Regions from separate parts of the Mus musculus genome. Here regions 1 and 2 are each linked to region 3. A link is a contact called in public Hi-C and HiChIP or PLAC-seq data. All regions are on one chromosome and are shown on one strand. Each heading gives the region's core, a stretch centred on a gene start, on an enhancer-like site or on the middle of the called end of the contact. The rest is flanking DNA. Distances are from core to core; before and after follow the strand shown.

Region 1 (3,386 bases), core at 213-2,712, 420 kb after region 3:
GGGTTTGCATCTAGCGTTAGCGGATGTCACCGGGTCGTGGGAACATTTTCATGGATTCAGAAAACAAAAGAACCCAAGGAGTGCCTGATGTATCGTGAAGGTAGAGAGTGACTTTAAATGTTCTGAACGAAGAGTCTTAAGGAGAGATGTGTTCAAGGGCAGGATGGTGAGGGTGCTTACACCAGTGTGGCAGTATCTTTCGTTGTGGGAGGAAATCCAGACCACTGGCTCCTCAGGGCTCAGCCGCTAAGCCCCAGCACATCACAGTGCGGCCCGCTGATGCCCATGGTGTGGCCTTTGCGCATGCGCTGCCTCACTGTGCGCCTGGGCCTCAAGTACACGAGGACTCAGGAGAGGAAGCTTTGCTCTGCATAGAAAGTGCGGGCAGCTCCTCCGGGCACTGTTCCGGGATGCTCGTGGGTCACAGGCAGGTAAAGAGAAGACCCCCACAGGCACTTGGCACAGAGTGTCAGTCTGTGTTTACACCCTGCTTCTCTAGAGTTCCTGTTATGCACACGGCAAGCTCCGATGTCACTCCTTTCCACGAGTTGCCACCCACGGAGACATCTGAATTTGCAGCCCGTGACCGAGGGAGTTACCTCAGCACACGTGTGTTTGTGGGTTCCTGTCTGCCCACATGCCGTAAGCTCATTTGGAAAAGAGCCCATTCTTTGTATTTTCCGTGCCCGGTGACACACTTAGCACATGGCCCCCGCACGAAGCCAGCTGGTGGCGGCCTCGTCCCTCCCTTACGCGGGAATACTATCAAATGCCTCAGAGCTGAGCCCACACACTCACATTTTGGCTGGAGGCAGCCACTGAGATCCAGCTGGAACTGTTGGTTGTACAGACCAGAATAAGAAAAAAAATTATTTTAGCAGATTTTTGTTGTTGCTATCCCAACAGTTGTCTGTGAACCCAGAGCCCAGAGCCGGACAGTGGGAAGGGCCCTCTCTCTCTCTCTCTCTCTCAGGCCACTTTCCACTGCTGCAGCCAGTTTGCAGTGCGGAGGCACAGGTGCAGGAGACAGGTGACTGTGTTTTGGTTTTTATCATTGACTGTGAAACAGAACGGGGAAAGAGATTTCAGCAGGCCATAAAGCATACTCCACTACAAATGAGATATTAGTGTTAAAATTCTTGTGTGTTGCTAAATATTTACCCAATACGGGTTTCTGCCTTCTGCCAACCGGAAGCATTTTCTTGGCAAATGCGCCTCATCTGGAACTCTGGAATCACTCTCTGCATTACTCCTCTAAGTGCATAAACACAACCATCTGTCTACATGAGGTAAACAGACTGACCCCTATTCTTTATTTAAAAAAAAAAGAAGAAGAAAGAAAAGAAGCCCTTTGTTTTAAATTTAAATTTCTTGAAAATTTCCCAAGATAATCCCGACTCTGCTTGCTGTTTGCAGCCAAAGCAAACAATTCTGAGAGACTTCAGCAAACACGGAACCTTTTCCTTCTCTCCCAGTGTAATCTGAAGCCAGTCTGAGAATTGCATAGCCAACAGTCCCCCTCCCTCTTTTCCTCCTATCTCTTGGGAACATTATTTTACTGTCCTTCTGTAGGCGCTGGATAGTTTTAAAGCATCACATTCATCTTGAACTTTATGCTGTGTGGATCCAGAGTCTCGCCAGCTACCCTGTAATAAAGTTGGGTCAGTAGATATTGACTAAATTCCTTCTAGGTGTTAGCTGGTAGATTCATTTTGGGGGTTTGGGGGTGGTGGGTGTTTGGATGCCATCGAGGAATCACTTGCAGCCCTTGTAAATAGCCATATTGGAAAACAAGTGTGTTCTCCTCACTCAAGACTCCTCAGCTGGTTTTCACAACCTGAGAGAAGGAAGGTTGGCAGTGGAGACCCAGCACGACGCACTGGGTTCCAATCCAGAACAGCTCTTGCTCCTTCTCTCTCTGTGTCTCTGCCTCTGTCTCTGTCTCTCTGCCTTCCTCTGTCTCTGTCTCTCTCCCTCCTTTTCTCCTTCCCTCCCTCTCTCCCTCCATCCCTCTTATTTCATTGGACAGTCTAGTTAAAGGACTTCTAACTCTTTGAATTTAGTTCCACTCTGACCACTGAGATCTCTCACCCCTGTGCCCTATGTAGTAGCACAGCACAGGAAGAATGCCAGAAATAATCGTGACAGAAACAGCAATGTTGAATCCAGCTCTCCCCTGTAAGTACCCATAAATTCACTCCACTATTTTCTAAGGAGCATCTCACTAAGCCAGACTCTGTGGCCATAAACAACTTGAGAATGTTACTATGTTGCCACTCAGTAGAATGGGCGCTGAAAGCAAAGTGCTCCGAGAAGAGGGTAGGGGTGGGGTCTAACACCAGGCGACCCCAGACATGCCTGGGAAAAGGAGGTAGAGGGGAGCTGTTTCCTGGGTAGTGCGGGTCTTGAGGTTCCTAAGGTATGATTGGAAGGGCACCTTTTCTCCATCTAGGAAAAGCCTGAGGTGGGATTTCCTCCCTTGAACTATATGGGGGATTCCTGCGAGGAACAAAACTTGAACCCTTTGATTCAGGGATTCCTTCCAGTGAAAATGACCCTGAATAGCAGCGTGGCGTGCTGGGAAAATTATCTGTCAAAGTTTAATCTGCCTCAGGATTGCTGGCCCTTCCCTTCCCTTCCCTTCCCTTCCCTTCCCTTCCCTTCCCTTCCCTTCCCTTCCCTTCCCTTCCCTTCCCTTCCCTTCCCTCCCCTCCCCTCCCCTTCCCTTCCCTTCCCTTCCCTTCCTTTCCCTTCTCTTCCCTATCCTACCCTACCCTACCCTACCCTACCCTACCACACCTATACAGAGCTCCTTTTGTGACAATTAGTTCAAAAATGACTTGACTAAAACCTCAGCTTTTTCAGTTAGAGAATAATTTAAACATTAAGACAGGATGTTTGACTCTTGGAGTAGAATGGTATTAGACCTAACATCACTAAAGGTCTGTTAAAATACATTTTTAAATTGCCATTATATCTCACAAATAGAGAAGAAAGAAGGTGTATCAAAGGGTGGATGAGGTAAACAGAGCAGAACCTGAAGATAAGACCTCTGTGACTGACATACCCTGTACAATTTTCTCCTTTTTGTAAACACTCCGACTCCTGTGTTCTTCTTTCATGGAATTCACAGACAAGGAGAGGCCAGATCTCCAATAAGCCAAGTGCATCATCTGGCCAGGCACAGAGCAGGATGTCCTGCCTCCGGTTGTACCTCGTGCCCCAGCCACCCAGCCCACACCTAGAGACGACTCTTGTCTTCCTGTCTTCTTCTTTTATCCTAGTCATAGTGCATGAAGGGTCAGAGAAGAAGAGAACAAGGCTTGCCTGTGGGAGAATCACAGTTCTGGGAAGTACTTGGGACTGCCTGCGTGCAGTCCTACTGA
Region 2 (3,411 bases), core at 905-3,404, 310 kb after region 3:
GTTTTTGGGTTTTTTTTTTTTTTTTTGGCTCATGGTTTCAGTGGATTTTATCACAATGGGTTGTGCTGAGGCAGAGCTCACAGGCTGGGAACACAAGCAGAAGAAGGCTGGGAGCCCTGGTAGACCGAGGCTGGGAGCATGGGTGGATCAAGACTGGGAGCACTGGTAGAACAAGGCTGGGAGCACTGGTAGAACAAGGCTGGGAGCACTGGTAGAACAAGGCTGGGAGCATGGGTGGATCAAGACTGGGAGCCCTGGTAGACCGAGGCTGGGAGCATGGGTGGATCAAGACTGGGAGCACTGGTAGAACAAGGCTGGGAGCACTAGTAGAACAAGGCTGGGAGCACTGGTAGAACAAGGCTGGGAGCACTGGTAGAACAAAGCTGGGAGCACTGGTAGAACAAGGCTGGGAGCACTGGTAGAACAAGGCTGGGAGCACTGGTAGAACAAGGCTTCTCTCCTTCGGATACCAGCAAGCAGTGAGTGGGGAGGAGAAGAGAATGGAAGAAAACAGAGGAAGTATTGCAGGGGAGGGAGGCTGTACCATTCTCAAGAGAAAATACCCAGCGGATATCCTCTCTTCCTCTTGTAGCCCCACTTTAAAGGCTTCACCACTCCCTGGCCATCCACAGACTGGCAAACAATGTTGTGAAGGGTGGGCCTTTGGGAGGGGAACATCTCAGGTCCAAATTAGAAAAATAAATGCAATTAACTGTGATTCTGCCAATATTGACCGAGTTATGGGTTTTCTAATATTTGACGAATTTATTTTTGTCTATCTGTATCATTTCTTAAATCATAACCCCCCCCAAAGGGGTTAAACTGATGTAAATTATTATTCAGCTGTTTCTTTTTTTTTTTAATTAGGTATTTTCCTCATTTACATTTTCAATGCTATCCCAAAGGTTCCCCATACCCACCCCCCCAATCCCCTACCCACCCACTCCCCCTTTTTGGCCTTGGCGTTCCCCTGTACTGGGGCATATAAAGTTTGCAAGTCCAATGGGCCTCTCTTTGCAGTGATGGCCGACTAGGCCATCTTTTGATACATATGCAGCTAAAGATAAGAGCTCCCGGGTACTGGTTAGCTCATATTGTTGTTCCACCTATAGGGTTGCAGTTCCCTTTAGCTCCTTGGGTAATTTCTCTAGCTCCTCCATAAGGGGCTGTGTGACCCATCCAATAGCTGACTGTGATCATCCACTTCTGTGTTTGCTAGGCCCCGGCTGTTTCAAAAGCTGACTTTATAATCCATAACATTTTATCCAGGATGTGAAAATTTAGTTCCTGAAGAGTGTGAGTGTACGTGCGCGCACACATGTGTGGTTTGTGTGTGTGTGTGTGACTCATGTGATCTCTGTATTCTGCTGTGGAGTGCTTTGTGATCAAAGTTCTTCTAATCAAAGGCTGTTGCAGCCCCGGGAGGCTTGGTATGAGTGTGTCCCAGACTGAATTGACAAGTCCCCAACAGCAGGCCTGATAACGTTCCCTGCTATGTGAACTGAGGTCGGGGCTGTCTGCAGCCCCAGCCGAAGTGTTACTTTACCCATCAGATTGCCAGGGCCTCGAGAGCCGGATCTTGTTTTCTGGCATCTTCCTGTGTCTCCCACGGAAGAAGGAGTGGGCTGAGTTACCTGAAGCGATGTGATAACTTGGTAGGTGCAGATCGGGTTTCCGAGCCTTTGGAGGCAGGTTCTTTCACAGGTAGCAGCTTTCAGGTTCTGACAGGGAAGGACGAAGTCCAGCCCATTCTTGCTTTACAAATATAATTAGGCAAGTATACGCTGTAAAGATGATCTATAAAACCTAAAAATGAAAGCGTTCCCTTGTCATCACTGCCGAGGATGCGAATGTACATTTAATGAAAGATTGCTCTCTTCCTGTGTAACGGACTTAAAGACTGTTCTTCGCCATCAGCGTTGAAGTTTGCATGGACTTACTTAGTGTTAGGCTTTCATTTCCTCTCTTAGTACATCTGTCCCACAATGGCTGTTTCACAGACTCTGACACATGAAACCACCTCCCTCTGGGTTCTGCGGGCTCCCAGTGCACACATGCATATTCTCCGAGAAGGACACTTTAGGGTCTTAGGATTTTAAAGGCACAGAGAGAGCCTGTGAGCTGGCGTGGTTATGACTCATGTTGAAACCTTTGGAATACTGTGTAATTGCTCATCCCCCAGCTTGTGGCTTTGATGCAAACCTTGACTTGCACAGATAGGGTATGACTAGTGGGGAGACGAGGGGTGCAGTTTCTCTATCTTTCCCTCTAAGCAGGCAGCCATGCAAGCTCCCCACCAGTCCAGGACCAGCATAGATCATCGGGACACCCACAGTCTGCATGTGATTGCAGGCCTAGGTAGGAACCTGGAGAAATTAATGACCATTATATCATCTGAATGAGCTGTTGCTTTGCAGGTTTTGTTTGTTTGGTTTTGTTTCCTCTTTTTGTTTTGTTTTGTTTTGTTGACATTTGTATGTGTGAGCAAAATTCTTGCCTTTGACCTCAGAAACTAATTTTTAGGGGCCAGGTGAGATGACTCAGGTGAAGGCCCTTGGCACTAAGTATGAGAACCTTAGTCCAATCTCTGGATCCCACATGCGGTAAGCAAAGAACCAACTGCTATAATCTGTCTTTCAACTCACATAACCATGCAGATGCATACATGGCATGCAACACATATGACATACATACAAGTATATGCTCATGAATAAAATAATAAAGTTTTAAAAAAATGAAGTGTTTTTAGAATCACTTCATCTGTCGGTATATGCAGAGAAAAGAACAGGTTTCTAGGAAGAGGTGATACGTGTCTGTGGCGTTTCAGATACTCTCATGCTGATGTGTGGTGATGTGACGGTGCTGGCCCATCTTACCCTTCTCCACCCCTGTGTGCCGCCGACCAGGCAGCCTCCTTTCCAGACATGTTCGGCAGAGCCACAGAAGTCAGAGTCTTACTCAGACAGCGCAGTCCTCCAGCGTGCCCTAGTTCTCCCATAAGAAGGCAGCATATGCATGTTTAGCATATGGCATTCTCTGTACAGGTATAGCATGTGTTTGTGCCCATTAAACTGTGTAAGTTGGGTCGTTTGGGTTTAGGGACTTTGCCTTGAAGCATTTAGGAACTCGAGAAGCTTGAACACCTCGCTCTGCATAAGCTCCAGGTGTGCCTGGCGCTATGGAGAGAAGCAGGTGGAATCCTGGTGTTTCTGAGCTGCTTTGGGCTCTTGCACACATTCTGTCGCCAGCTCTGTTCTGTTTCCAAGCACCCTTATGTGGCCCAGTAGCTGATAGTTCCAGGGAGACTCTGCATTCTTTATTTTGGATCTCTAACTCTTTGCACAGTCAAACTGGGGTAAACACGTGTTTACCAAATGTGTGAATGATGACTACATTTCATACATACATTTC
Region 3 (3,043 bases), core at 482-2,981:
TGGAAGAAGTCTTAGTTGCTCATTCTCACTCTTAATTGTATATAGTGTGAGTGCATATGTTTGTATGTTGCATGAGTGTGTTCATGAGTGTGTGTGTGTGTGTGTGTGATGCATGTGTTTATTGGGTTAGGCGTGCATATGGAGGTCAGGAGATAAGCTCAGATATTGTTGGTCCTCCATCTCCACCTCTTGTGATGCAGGGTTTCTTTTGCCGTGTCTCGTTGCCACTGGGATGCTACCTAAGCTGTGGTAGCTAAGCCATGAGCGTGTGGGAATCCTCTCTATGGCCCATCTCACAGTAGGAACACTGGTTACAGAGAAGCTCACCATCTGACCTGCTGCTGTGTGGGCTCTGGGGGCTCAAACTCAGACCATCAGAAACAGCAAGTGCTTTACTCACTGAGCCATTATCTCAACACCGTTGTCCCTAATCTTGACTATATCCGTTGCACTGTTTGTCTGCTCCTCCAAGAACAAGTGAAAGCGACGTGCACACCGCTACCTCACCACCCCAAAACTGTGCTCATTATACTTATTCCAAAGGAACTGAATGGTCTCGTTCACACACAACACTACACATGGCTTTATCTGCAGTTGCCAACCCTTAGATGTAGGCACAGTGTCTTGTAGTCGTGAATGGCTAAATAATGGTGTTATAGCTGATAGTGGAATGTTCTTCATTGCCAAGAAGAGGAGTAAGAGGAGGAGGAGGAGGAGGAGCAGGAGGAGGAGGAGGAGGAGAAGGAGGAATTACTAAGGCCTGGAGACATGGAGTCACTTTGGGCATGTTGCTAGGATGGCTCACTTTATTACTGCATATGTCTGAGTGTGCAGTACCCTCAGGGACCAGAAGAGGGTGTCAGTTTTCATGGAGCTGGAGTTAAAGGCAGTTGTGAGCCAACTGACATGGGTGCTGGGGACCAAACTCTAGTGTTCTGGAAGAGCAAAGTACTCTTCCGTGCTAATCCATTTGTGCCAAGATGCTCCACTTTAGGTAATTTTCTACCTCAAAAATTTTTTAAATTAAAAAAATAAAATATATTTTTAAAAAATCCAGTCTTGAGATGGTCAGGTGCCATTTGCTCTGAATTCTGGAAATTCAAAACTATGAAGACAGTCGCAAGATGAGTGGCGGCCAAGTCAGGCTCAGAGAAGGCAGGAGGAAGCAGCACAGCAAGAGGGGTTAGGGCAGGAAGCCACCATGCATATAATGGGACAGGTCTGTGTCCTTATATGTTGGACCAAGCACATAGACCGTCCAACTCCAAAAGCAAACGCTGAAGACACAGCAGACTGTGGGTGGGTGGTAAAGGTTGTTCTGGGGTCCATCAGTTGTAAGGAATGTGTCACTCTGGTGGGGGATGTTTTTGTAGTAAGGCTGTCCCTTTGTGGGGCATCCAGCGAATCTCTGTACCGTCCTCTCTGTTTTACAGGAACTGAGACCTTTCTAAGAAGCAGCAGCTACTAAAAAGAGTGTGTGAATGGCAGAGAGCCATCGGGTAGAGAGCTGACTTAACTTTCCCCTGAGAAGGGACTTTCTCGCTTGTGAAAGGAGAACATAACAGGGAGTTGCCGTTTGAGTAACGGTGGTAAGAAAACCCAGAGTCCACTTCAGCCATTACTTCCACTCAGCAAAAATAGCCTCGGGACCAGTTTCTTTCCTCTCGTCAAATGAGTCTTTGTGGGTTTGTGGCTTTTCCCACGTCAGAGTGTGAGCAGAGCTCTCACTTCTGGCTTCTTGTTTTCACTAGATAGCTGAGGTGCCCCAAGAAAGAGGGGTGGCTGTCTGTCCCAGGTGCTTGAGAGCCACATCTGGGCCTAGGCCCTTCTCTTATGGCTACTGTATTAAGGCCTCCCGTGTGAAGTCCTGCCTGCGTGGGTGGGATAGTGACCATGTGTCTGTGACCCTGAGCTGCTCAGTGTGCCACTCAAAGAGTGTGCAAGTAGAGCTAGTGGGTGCTGCTACAGTGTCTGGGCAGCTGGAAGACCTGGAGATAAGGACTTTGTTTCTTCCCCCTGGGACCCCAAACCAGGCTGGAACTGCTTTGGGCTTGTCATGGTGTCGGCAAAAGGCTAGCAGGATGGTTAGCATGTCCTCAAAGCTCTGCTGTTTTTCAGCTAGAGGAGAAGCAAGCCCAACAGAGAGCAGTTGGAGCTACCACAGTGGTAACTGACACTCACCTCTGTCTCCCAGCCACATCCCAGGTCACCATGCCCGTCTGGAACCCATGGCAATGTGACTGTCACACAGTGTGTGTCTGAGCTTCTGAGCAGGGAGAAGCCTGTTGACAGTGACACTCTGTGAATCTGCTTTGTCTCCAAGGGATAATTAGCCGGGGTTGGTATGATATCAGGAAAATTTTAATTATTGTGATGAGGTAACCGCAGTCTGGGAATTTGTGGGGCCATCATTGATGGTGACAGGAAAAATATTTGCTGCTTTGTGCTACACCCAGGGTTTCAGGAAATGGGGGAAAATGGGACTTGACAATGCGTGACAGCAGGAGCCCCTTTTCAGGAGATGGCAATCTCATTTTGGGGGTACAGTGGCTGTTGAGGTACTTGCCAAGGTTCTGTGTGGAATGGGGAAGGAAGTGTGTGTTTAAGTGGTTGTCGGTTCCATTCTAAACTCACTCTCCCTCACACTCATCCACCCACTCACACATCCTATCCACACACACAACTCCCACATCTTATCCACACACACGAAATCAAATCCACACACTCACACATCCTATCCACACACAGTAACTCACAACCACACACTCACACATCCTATCCACACACACTCATACCCCCACACACTAACTCACACATCTAAACATAGTAACTCACACACACACACTTATACATCTTATCCACACACACTAACTCACATCCAGATGTTCATATGCTGATTTTCATACACATACGTACTACCAACATCCTCATGAACAGTTGTTCATACCTCAGAACTGAGGTGCACACTCATGTGTGTATGCACATGCACACACAGTCACATTTATTCACCCACCCTACTTCTCACATATATGCACAAACACAT

What was found. Hi-C and Micro-C count contacts between places; a contact is called where the count stands out from the background. HiChIP or PLAC-seq counts read pairs in DNA pulled down with a chosen protein or histone mark.
Region 1: a contact with region 3 is called in an H3K27ac HiChIP or PLAC-seq map of DN3 thymocytes, with 5 times the contacts expected there. The contact joins two enhancer-like sites. A contact is called at or near these places in 2 of 15 datasets of contacts at CTCF or cohesin (large pre-B cells and pro-B cells), 2 of 484 Hi-C or Micro-C datasets (the AtT-20 cell line and bone marrow-derived macrophages) and 2 of 115 datasets of contacts at active chromatin or transcription factors (DN3 thymocytes and memory CD8 T cells).
Region 2: a contact with region 3 is called in a Hi-C map of the G1E-ER4 cell line, with 4 times the contacts expected there. The contact joins two enhancer-like sites. A contact is called at or near these places in 2 of 15 datasets of contacts at CTCF or cohesin (large pre-B cells and pro-B cells), 3 of 484 Hi-C or Micro-C datasets (the G1E-ER4 cell line, erythroid progenitors and nephron progenitors) and 2 of 115 datasets of contacts at active chromatin or transcription factors (differentiating embryonic stem cells and embryonic stem cells).

The regions. Positions count from the first base shown.
Region 1 is chr1:38,356,222-38,359,607 of GRCm38.p6, reverse strand. The region is part of intron 5 of Aff3 (AF4/FMR2 family, member 3); the gene reads left to right. Among named protein-coding and RNA genes, the nearest start is that of Gm16150, 140 kb to the right of the region's middle. Within about 2 kb of position 1,462, at least 33 of the 459 cell types and tissues checked have an H3K27ac peak or open chromatin away from gene starts, as enhancers often do. A contact at or near this core is called in DN3 thymocytes, where this site is marked.
Region 2 is chr1:38,469,069-38,472,479 of GRCm38.p6, reverse strand. The region is part of intron 4 of Aff3 (AF4/FMR2 family, member 3); the gene reads left to right. Among named protein-coding and RNA genes, the nearest start is that of Aff3, 160 kb to the left of the region's middle. Within about 2 kb of position 2,154, at least 26 of the 459 cell types and tissues checked have an H3K27ac peak or open chromatin away from gene starts, as enhancers often do. A contact at or near this core is called in the G1E-ER4 cell line, where this site is marked.
Region 3 is chr1:38,776,294-38,779,336 of GRCm38.p6, reverse strand. No RefSeq gene overlaps it. Among named protein-coding and RNA genes, the nearest start is that of Lonrf2, 59 kb to the left of the region's middle. Within about 2 kb of position 1,731, at least 87 of the 459 cell types and tissues checked have an H3K27ac peak or open chromatin away from gene starts, as enhancers often do. A contact at or near this core is called in DN3 thymocytes and the G1E-ER4 cell line, where this site is marked.